Regions from separate parts of the Gossypium arboreum genome. Here region 1 is linked to region 2. Evidence: chromatin contacts called from public Hi-C data. All regions are on one chromosome and are shown on one strand. The core of a region is the stretch at or near the end of the contact, and the rest is flanking DNA. Distances in the headings are between cores, read along the strand shown. Region 1 holds the start of LOC108483550. Region 2 holds the start of LOC108483741.

The links. A called contact is a pair of places that touch in the nucleus more often than the background predicts.
Region 1: a contact with region 2 is called in a Hi-C map of leaf, with 2.7 times the contacts expected there. The contact joins the promoter of LOC108483550 here to the promoter of LOC108483741 in region 2. A contact is called at or near these places in 2 of 5 Hi-C or Micro-C datasets (both in leaf).

The regions. Positions count from the first base shown.
Region 1 is chr1:94,104,071-94,109,918 of ASM2569848v2, forward strand. It overlaps LOC108483550, which reads right to left and starts at 4,453. Exons shown (of 5, transcript XM_017787007.2): 1 at 3,313-4,453; 2 at 2,792-3,211; 3 at 1,901-2,638; 4 at 736-847; 5 at 1-135. The coding sequence starts at 3,885.
Region 2 is chr1:93,906,874-93,912,699 of ASM2569848v2, forward strand. It overlaps LOC108483741, which reads left to right and starts at 4,377. Exons shown (of 9, transcript XM_017787303.2): 1 at 4,377-4,640; 2 at 5,312-5,360; 3 at 5,451-5,513; 4 at 5,608-5,826. The coding sequence starts at 5,324.

The sequences.
Region 1 (5,848 bases), core at 3,203-5,702, 200 kb after region 2:
CATTTTGCATTAGTAATTGCGCCTGTTGGCGTTTGACCATAGCCAATTCAACAGATCTGGCTGCTGAGGCTCTGGCTTCTTCAACTTTAACCATGTCATTTTCTTCCCCCAGGGGATGATGTTCAGCTGCCATGGCTGCATAATTACAAGAGATTCAACTTTTAGCAAAATTCTGAAACAGTGTCCTATTGTGAAATGCCGAAAAAAAATACAAACATGAAAAAATATGAAATGTTGAATGAGGGCAGGCTGGAAAAAACCCAAAACAGGGCTAAATCTACCAAATTTATTTGCACAACTGCAATCACCACTAATTGAGAAACTATGCATCAGTGTCACTAAGTAGACGTGTCCAAGAGATGGGATTTCTACTCAAGCCCGAAGATTCACTCAATATTCGAATGCATTTGGCAAAAATATTAAGACTCAAAAATAAGCTCATTATTTTTAAGAAAAGAAAATATAAATATATTAATAAATATTAAATAAAAATAACATTATTTTTATAAATAATATGGACAGGTAAAAGTGGGCTTGGGTAAAAATGTATGATGTTGACACCATATATAGACCTTGTCCAAACCACGGACCCTCTTACCACTGCCCCATGCATCAACAAGCATAATCAGGGAATTTTATCACATGATCATCAAAGGCCTGAGAAACATACATAGCAATCCAACACAAAATCCACACAGATGAGCATGCCTACTATAATCAGAGAGTTCAATATACCTTGCAACAAACTCGGTTGCTTGCCTCTTCCACTACTAGCCTGACGCTTACCCGACCTCCTTTTCCGCAGAACAGGCTTTGGAACTACTGGAGATTTCTTGACCTTATGACCCTGTTCAAATGGAATATTCATTTCGGTCAGATATCTACAAGAATCAAGAATATAAAATGCCAGAAGCTGCTTAGATAAGTGTACATGCACCAGAAGTAAGATCGAGGTGACTGAGGCACAATGACGGCAAATGATAAAAAATTGGAATTTCAACATGCATAACAAATTAATATAACATGATCAGTTGATTAAAATACTTATATTTCAATCTCATGACACCTACGATGCCAACATTTCCCATTGCAGTAGAAAACAGAGTCCCAAATTCTCAAAGAATTATAGAACATAAAAGGATGTTCACAGCAAAGACAACATAGACCTGTAAATTCTGACCTGAACTCCAAAAACTCGACCTGAACCTAAAAACAACCCAAAATAATGAATGACTTGCACCAAAACTGACCCAAATCAAAATTATTTGAAAATTTTAAAACTTGAATCAACCTGACCCAAGTTGACCAGGCCAACTGACATGCCACATCAGCAAGATGGTTGATTCAATATTTTATGCCTCAAACTTCAATCAAGAAAAAAGAAGCTGACCTGAAACCTAGTTAATTTTGCTCAAATTTTTATATGTACGTATATATGAACATAATCCTGGTAAACTGTGTCTTGTATATCTCTTACTCAAATTTAGCATCAAATCACTTTCGACATGTAATTTATATTAAGCAATTGAAGCAGCTGCTAAAAAGGTAGATCATTTGACCTTTGTATATACAATTCTTCAAACTCGTTGCATGAAAAAAGGAAGGAGGAATCAAAGAAGTAGAACAAAAAAGTCTCCATAAAGGTATATTTCAAGGAACAAAAAAACTGGGACACAAGCATAATCTTCTTACTTACACGAAAATAATGGTGTACAATGATAGCATAATACAACTAAGTGATTTACCTGAAGGACTATGACAAAATCTATTTACACAAAGAAATTTCAAAGTAATATCCATTGCCATAAGAATTCCTACTAGGCAAGTAATACACCAGAGAAACTGAAGAAATGTACTGTGATAACAAGATGATATAATTAAGACAAAATACTACTTTTACCTGAAAAACTCTAAGCAGTGCCGATCGTCTCTTCCTTTTTCTCAACCAATAAGCATGAACAGCTTCAACCACTTCTCCACTAGCCAGATCAAGACATAGATTGGTAGCAACATTGTCATCAGAGTGATCATCCGGAGTACGGAAATAGGCCTCCTTCTCGAAAGCATCAACCATAAGCTCAAAACAATCCTCTGAAAGATGCTCACAATGACCATTTCCAGAGAAAAACTCATTATTGAAATTCTTCAACCATTCCTCATCTTCCGTGTCCATGTCATAATTTGCAGTCCTCTTTGCCAAGGCTCTAGATACCTCATCCCCATCTAAAGTGATATAGAAATCTGGTCTTTTAAATGGTACAAAGGCTCTATCCTCGTACCCTGAAACTTCACAAACCCCTGGCACAGGGATCATCTTGGCAGTTGAAGAAGGTGCATTTCGCTCAGAACATTCCTTGTAAAGATCCTTGAAAATGACCCAGTCCTGCTGATTCACAAACTCAAGCTTCCAATTATCATCACCTGTCCAAATTATTGCATGAGTGAACCGGTTGCAAGAACTGGGCCTGATAGCTCTATCTGCCTTGTATGTATACTTAGTTGACCCATCTTTTCCTACAACAAGAAGCCATTCTCGAGAAGCAGAGAGCTCCAAAGCGACAATGGCTCCTTCTTCCCTGTAGCATCTGTCCGGTTCAGTGACTAATATATTGGCAGAGCACTGTAATGAATCTGCACCCTGCATTAAGTTCGAAATAGAAGAGCTAACATCAGCTAAGTTCGCTGAACTATTACAGACTGAACACCTAAGCTTGTTTCTAGAAACAACAGAAGAAAAAGGAATGCTTTTTCTCCTACTACTGCTCAAATCAGACATTGGAGCTCCACTAGCCTTATGTATGCCGAGAAGCCAAGGACTTCTAGCTCTCCTTCTCCGCATCGAACTCCTCCTCCTCTGGATAATGCGAGAAAGACCATGTTTATAGTGACCATTTCGACCTATTTCTTTTAGTTTGGAAGCGCGATCTGAAACACCTTTGCTCCCGAAATTATCAACCTTAACTACATTAGAACCACTCAAACGCTTGGAAAAATCTACAACAGAGGTTAGACATGACTTGTCTTCTTCACATGCACTAAATATTTCATCAGTATTTACAAGAACTAATTGCATACGCCTTGAACAAAGCAGCATTCCGCAATGCATATACATAAAACTATAGGGAACTGCAGAAAAATCCACATAAAACAGCGGAATGGACCCCCTATCCCCATAAAACTTGCATATTCCACTTCTATTTGCAGGAAGTCCCTGAAATGAATTTTTATAAAGAAAAACCAATAAATGAAATGCTTTATGTAATCCAGCTTCAGTACATACATGTTACTAAGAACTATATCTTAAGAACTTACCCGCAACAAATAAACACCATTAGAAGCGTAAACACTTAACAATGGCTGAGACATTAAAAAGGCAGTAAGTCCTGAGAACCTTACATTTGCCCTTTTAAGATAACCCAAAACCAACCACAAAAGGTTCGAAAACCAGCCATGATAACCTCCATTTCCGACAACAAAAGCGAACATTCTCGATTCTTTCACATCGTTGTTGGTCTTCTTAATGACCCGCCTTCTGTGAAACTTTTTCCCACACTTCTTCTGCTCCGAATTCAAAGAAAGTTGATTGTTTGGAACAACATTTCGTTTCCTTTTTCGGCTATAAACAATCCCAAACCTCCTATCATCATTGGCATCATCATTTACAGCTTCAGATTTCCTTTTCCTTGATTGTTTCTTTGGAATCTCTTCGTTGACTAATATTTTTGGATTCCCATTTACCTCGGCAGTGGCCTTATTTACTCCACTCTTGGGCTCTACTTCGACGGAATCAGGCCAGAGTCGCCGGCCGGAACGAAGAACCAGCGCCTCCGAGCTCTTCACCATCCTGAAAACCCTCGTGGTCCGCCTCATCCCCACCGAAGGCATCGCCTTTCGGTTCTTCTTCTTCCCCACCCCCAACTAGCGAGTTAGCTCAGCGAACTTCGCAAGGAGTCCACTCAGTCGATAAAGAACGGAACGCCGACTTGACTCAGTCGAAACAAGAACCCAAGAAACAACAGCAGAACGTTACAAAAAATAGAAAGTAACGAAACTCAACGGATAAAACTCCAGTTAAGAAGCGGATCGAGACCGAGTTATCAACAAATCTGATAACCTCTGACTCAGCTACAACAAAATAGTGAGTAAACAAAGAAAAAAAAGAAGGTGAGTAAAGATCAATCAACTCCAAATTTTCATAACCAAAAAAAAACAAAAATCTCTGTTCTTTACCAAGAGACAGAGAAAATGAAATTTTTTAAAAAATGGGTTTTTTTTTTCCTAGAAATTGAAGAGAGAAAATAAAATAGAGATTTAGAATTTCACGTAAATCATATTTTTGTAAAAAAAAGTGAAATCGAAAATGAAATGGGAAAGAAATAGTAGATGGCGGCTAGGGTTGTTGATGATATCATTTTAAAGAGGTCAATTTGTGATATTAGCACTTATGTTATATTAAGTTACGTATGTAGTCTTTATACTCTAATTTCATGGTTCTACTTTCTTTTTTAATTTTTATATTTCAGTCCTGAATTGATCCAAACTACAAGAGTTAAATATATTAGGTCAAAATACTTGGGAGGTCCCTGCATTATAGGGATTAGATCAAACTAGTCCTCTATTATTAAATAGATTAATTTAGTCTCTTTACTTTAAAAATAATCAAAGTAAATCCAAATTGTGAAGAAAAAAAAAAAAGTAAAATGCCTTGAAAATTGTTTTTTAATTTTAATTTTAATTTAATTGAAACAAAAGACTTCATATAAAAACCATAAATACTTTAAAATATTAATTTTGTTGAATAGTAAATGATATTTTTTAAATGATGTTATCTCTATTTTAATTTAGCATTATTTGATTCCTTTTAATAATACAAAATTAAATTGATCAATTTGATAGTAAAGGAACTAATTTGATTATATCATTATAATAAAGGGAGCTCTCAAGTACATTCACAATCAAATTTTATATTATACATAAATTATAAATTTTTAAAAATAAAAATATTAATGTAATGAGACAGATAACTACATGGGATTAAAAATTGTAAAATCCAAAAAAAAAAAAAACAACAAAATTAGAGCAGGTTAGGCAGAATATATGAATCAATAACAAATTTTGATTTTGAGAAACACCAAGGGGGTGAATTTATTAATTGGAAGGTGGTAGAGAATTTGCCGCGTAAGGGAAAGCGCTGATTTTTCTTTGTCAAATGGACGGCTCAGATTTTACGATGGATCCAATGTAAGTTTTAGCTTTCTCGTCTTTCTTCTTTAATCCTTTCCCGCCCTCGTTTTGTGTTTTATTAGGGGTAGTTTCATCGCATTGCAAGATTACGGTAAAATTATCGTAGAGACCCTGCATTACAAGTTATATTTTATTTTAGCCTTTTTATTTAGAAATTAGATCAATTAATGCTTGTTCGTTACGTTAAAAAGTAAATTAGTTATTTTGTTAAAATTTTATTCATTTCTATTGTTAAAAACTAGTTACTATATGCCAGTATAAGGTAAACATGGCACGCCATGTGTTCTTATCTAGTTATTTGGTCAACTATACTAATTTTAGTAGTCCAAATGGATGATTTTTTTTAATAAAATGATCAATTTACTTTTTGATCTAATGTATAAGGACTAATTTGTCCATTATTTAGTAGAAGAGAGAAAATATAATTTAACTCCTAATATAAGAAACTCTATGATATTTTTATTGATTATGAAATATCTAATTTAGTTTAATTATATACACTAAAGCAATTTAAGGTTATAATATATATATATATATCCATCTTTATATTACATTTTTTTTGACATATGACATTTTTACTTAGAAATATTTATTTATAATTTGG
Region 2 (5,826 bases), core at 3,127-5,626:
TCATGAAAGAAGATTTAATGGTTACCATAAGATAAAATAGAATCATTTTTGGAGATCAAATATTATCCCAAAAAGATCAAGAATATCCTATAAGGGTAACACACTTATGACAATGTCATTGGACGAGCATTAAGTAGTTACTTTCGAAATGGTTGTTGTTGGAGAGAGCTTAGTCACAATACTATAATGGAATAACTTCATAACTAAATGAGTTTATAATTAATAGACAAAAAGCTAGAACTTAATTATAAATTATTTGAGCCTCGGCTATATATGTCCATGAACGAAATGAATAGGAAAAGAATAATGGGAAACATTCATGAATGATTATGGTTTTCTTCGAAATGGAGAAATTGAATCATTTGGAAATGAATGTTTTAAACACTATTTTGAAACCCGAAATGAAAACAAATCATTCGATTATAGTGAACATGTTGAGATGTAAAATATTACACATATTTTCTCGAAATTTTACTAGGGAAAATTGTCAAAATTTTGTTGGGGGTAAACTAGGGATAAGAAATTTGTTTTATATATAAATATTAAAGTTTATTTTAGGAAATAGAAAAACTAAATCGGGTTGGATCACCTTACAGAATACTAGGTCAAAAAGGCCTAGGAAGTAGTCGTAATTGGACATGATGTGAGAAAACCCAAAAACCCCTCATGGACATGAAGGGGGCGGCAATCCTAGTAGAAATACTAGGGCATGTCGTCCACCCTACTCCTATTCTAAGTAGGATGTTGTTTTTCTATTTGAAATAAACCACTACGACTCAACAAAGGTTCTACCTTCTCTTCTTATAAATAGATGACATCGGTAGAGCTATTAACACAACTTTGCGAGATTGTTATTCTATCAAAAATAGAGAGAATTTATTCTCAACTATTACATATATTTTTTCGGAATAATAATTCTATCGGTTTCTATCAAAAAGAGAAAATTTTTGTTTTTATCCCAAAAGGAGAGAAAACTTTTTCTAGTTTTGTGTTTCAATTCAATTGGTTTGAGCCCATACTTGAAGCAGTTCGTGGTGTGAGGATAGTTGAAAAGATCAATTGGTTGAAAGCTGGGAACAACGAACTTTCTTTAAGTAAAAAACACATGTATGAATTCGGTTAAGGTTTATTGCTATAAATATCACAAATCGAGTCAGTTTTCAAAATTTTAATTTTTCATTGTGCAAGAAACAATTTTCAAACTAGGATTTTTCCAACACTCTACTATGGCTATAGTGACCATAAGAATAACAGATGGTCGACATCCTTTCATATTCGATAATTTAAGAAAACCCATCAATCCTAATGCATGGCAAAAAATGGTTTGGTAAGATTAACAACCATTGTTAGGTGCGTAAATTTACCTCTTTTTGCAATATTTGTATTATAGTCAATTCGCATAATGTCACATAAAAGGTGATCCTTCTTGTAAGACCCTTCAAGAAATATTTGTAGGGGAGTCCAGACAATTGAACCCAAACAATAACTTTTGATAAATACTTTTTCTTCGTAGAAATATCTTTGCTCTATGGCTAGACCATTAAATAATGTCCATAGATCAACCATGGTCCTGTGGTCAACGCTTAATTATAGTCCTTCGCTAAGGTAAACTTGACTAGAAAGTATTCATTATACAAGTCAGTCAACTTGAATTCGCCCATTGGCTGTCATAGATTTTGAAGTTGACCCTGAGTGCTTTGAAGCTAATAGATTTTCCAAGAAACTGCACAATGATCGTGCTAGCCATGCTTTTGTGTATCATCTCATGGACTCGTTCTGAGAAGAAAATCTTCGAGACTAGCCCACCTCAAGAGACCATTACATCAGTCTCCTTTATCTCAAAGATGTCATTGAGCCCCAAAACCATCTCATTATCCTCTACCATATTCTCTAGCAACTTGCCTCAGAAGGAAATATATTGTTGTCTCCTATCAAGAACTTCGTAAGATTGAGCTTCCTTCCTTACTCTTGACCTTCTCAATCCGTCTATTGATCACTATTAATGGGGGAGACCTATGCCTGTTAAGGCTAGCTGCCAAGAGGGAACTCTCACCCATCTTTTTTTTAAATGAAAAATTATTTAAAAAACAAAGTATGCAACAGAATAAAATATACTGTGATAAAAACAATGAAAAAAGGCTTTGAATAAGCCAAATCAACAACTCTTAATTATTGTTAATTGAATCATTAACTATTCAAAAATTTTATAGTGTATTTTGAAAAAAATAACTTGGTTTGCTTAAATTTAATATATACGGATTTGAAGTTTATTTTTACACTAATATTTTATAATTAAATTTAAATATAAATATTTTTATATATAATTTATTTGAATTGAATTAAAATTACCTGTTCAAATATGATTTAACATGGATGGAATAAATATCTCAAAATTTGGAGAGACTTTATTACCATTCAATGAGTAAATAACACTTTTTTAATGGCTTTCTTATATCTTAATAAATTTTATTTTTAAAATGATTTCTCATGTTTGATTTTTAAAGAGTTTTTTTTTGGAAAATTTTAAAAGAAATAAATTTTAGGTTTTTTAAACATGAAACTTTTAAAACTTTTTTATCAGAATTTTGTGTTTTTAAAGAGTAATAACTAAATTGATTAAAACTATAAATGTTAAGAGTTAACTAAGTAATATTACTGTTTTATAATTGACATGTCAACAACACAACGCCAAATTGAACGGAGGATTGAGATTTTAAATTGAAAAATATAAAGATTCAATGTCTCAAAATTAAAGTGTAAAGACTAAGAGATAATTTATTTAAACATAATTTTTTAAAAATTGAATTTAGGTGTTGTCGATAAACTAAAAATTAATGAAAAACTAAGTATTAAATTAAGTTATAAGATTTGTTTGATAAATTACTCAAAATTAAGTATGGAATATAATTAGTATGCTTGATGAATGTAAATTTTAAAAATTTAAAGGTAAAATATTTAAAGGGTAATGTTAAAAGAAATAAAATAAAATAAAATAGAATGAAAAAAGAAATTCTACATTAAGTGATAAATAGCTTATTATCTGCTTTATCATTTTCCACACTTTTCGTTGAAATAATTCAATTATTTTTTATTATGGGTTGTTAAGTGTACTTAAAACTTTTTCAATTCCACACTTTTTCGTTAAAATAATTCTATTATCATTAATCTTTTCAACATTAAGGATATGTTTGGTTGGATGGAAAAGTGAATAAATGAAAGGAGTGAGTAGAAAAGTGAAAAGAAAATAAATTTTAAATGTATTTGGTAGGGAAAAAAGCGAGAGGAAAAAAATAAAAGAGATGATAATTTTCTATTTTAATGTATAAAACTAATATTCCAATTTGAAATAATGGGAAGAGAAAAAATGAATGAGATACGTATGTTAGTTTAAAATTATGTATTTTTCAAAAGTTTTGTTTTTTTCTTTTCATTTTCTAAATCTACCAAGTAATAATTTGAAGCCATATACATAATATATGAATACACTTGAATTTATACTTATAATGTGAGGAGGAACACATTACAAATTTTACATATTCACAATCTTAAATTAATATACAAGTTAATTTTTAAATGTATTCATGTAACACATTCGACCAAAATTTGAGTAAATTATATTTTTGGATTAATTCAAATATTTGTTAATAATAAAAATGATTGAAAATGTTAAAATACATAAATACTATCTTTTATTTAATAAGGGTAATTTTTGTAATGTATTATTACATTAGTGTTGAGTGTAGCAAAATAAGTTAATACAACTTTTACGGATTCATATCAAATGTTGTAAAGTAATTTTCCTATAATAAAGAAACACCAAAGGCGGTGTAAATATAAATAATTAATAATTTTTATTAAAATATTGGATTAAATTAAAATTATCCAACATGAAAATTTTGTTTTTGTTTATATATTTTTCAATGATGTATGTAATTTTAAATTCCAAAAAAGCATATAAACTTTTAGCATAGGTTAAATTTTAAAACAAATTTACGGAGTCAAAATTTTTCAACGCAAAATCGCATCGGTCTATTTTGCAATACCCAGAAAGACGGCTAAAAAGACAAAGATTAAAAAAAAAAAAGGGAAAATGACGGTTACAGCGTAGGAACGGCAGTATCTGAGCAGCGTAAATGTAAAAGCGTGTGGACCCCACGGAAATCGATGCGTTTCTTTACCGTCGATGAGCTTTCATGAAAGTCAACGGATCGACGGTCCACAGGCAGCCAATTGTGCCAAATAGGGCTAAATTGGTGAGAGGGGGAATCTCTTGGGTGGACCCAAAACTTCTTACGTGTCCTACGACTGACCTGACACAGATGGCGTTTCATTGCCACTTGTATTTTATATTCCAATTTTACCCTTAAAAAATGCCATATTTCCATGTTAGTCCCCCCGGGAATCAGCCGAAAAAAAAAATGAAAAACGTTCGTCGCTTTCACTCTCAGTATTTTTCTCCTTCACTAACACGCGCACTCAGAAAAAAAAAAACGTTTTGCTCACTAAGCTCACTCTCTCACTACAAGTGCTTCCCTTTCTCTCTATATAATTTGTTTTTGTTTTTGAGATCTCGAAATTATATAAAATGGCCGGTTATCCATTGTAGGGATCTCCTCATTTGATTCGTTGTTTGAGCCGAGGTACGGTTTGGCCTTCGAGAAAATAGAAGGAAAAAAAAAATGCTACGTTTCTGTTTTCTTTTTCTACTTTTGGTCGATTCTTTGTTTTGTATGGCATTTAGTATTCTAGTGTTGTTTCAGCCTTGAATTTCTTTTTCAAATTTTTTTTGTTTGATGAAAATGGGAAAAAAAGGAAGTGGTTTTAATTTGAGTGTTGATGTTTCTTAGTCGTTAATTTATCTATTTGAATGAACACAGTTTACGTGTAAGTGCTTGATTACGAGCTAGTTTTGGCCGTTAAAACTGAGTTCCTTTTTTCAAGTTTTACTATTAGCTAATGATTTCGTGTTGTTTATTATAAGTTGTATGTTAATGTATATATGGATAAATTTGTTATGTTAACGTTCTTGATGATACCTTTTAATCATGTTTACTTTGCGTTGGTTTTAACCTTTTTCTTTTTTTTTTCATGTTGGATTATCGTGATTGTTACCAGAAAATGAATCTTGAATTTGTTGGTGACAATTTAAGGACCTGGTAAAGGCTCCTTGACCGCCGTAATTGATAAAGGATATTTCTAATAAGGATACTTAATAGTTGTAATGACCCTTTAATTTTTATAGTGTAATGAATCATTATTGTGCTTTCTTGTGTTTTGCAAGAATCATAATGTCGCATTGTTTGTATTGCAGGACCTATCATTTATGGCTTTCGACCTCTGGGGGACATCATTCACTGAAGGTGCTTTATTTTTCTCAAATTAGCACATGCATGCAGTCTTATTTTGATCATTTTTTTTGTGTGGTTTGACTAACTGTCTGTAATCTGCAGAAGAAAACAGCCCTTTCATACAACCAGAATGGCCGTATGACTTTTACTTTGGTTATGGCATCGGTATAATAATGGTCCTATTTTATTTGTACTTCTGGTGGATATTTTCTTGTCTTTTTTAATTACCATAGTTATGCAATGTGTTCTTTTTCTACAGATATGATTGAAGAAAATGCCTTGAATGAGAAATCTTGTATTCAAGTGTTGAGGATATTGATTGCAAAAGCAGATACTGAAATCGATGAACTTGAAAAAGATTTGGTGTTGCTCCAAAGTGAATTGGTCTGGGCTGAACATGAAGAATGGCATGACATTTGCTGTAATGCTTTGAGAGCTAAGATCAACTGCCTTGATATCTCAATAAGGAAGTTGAGGA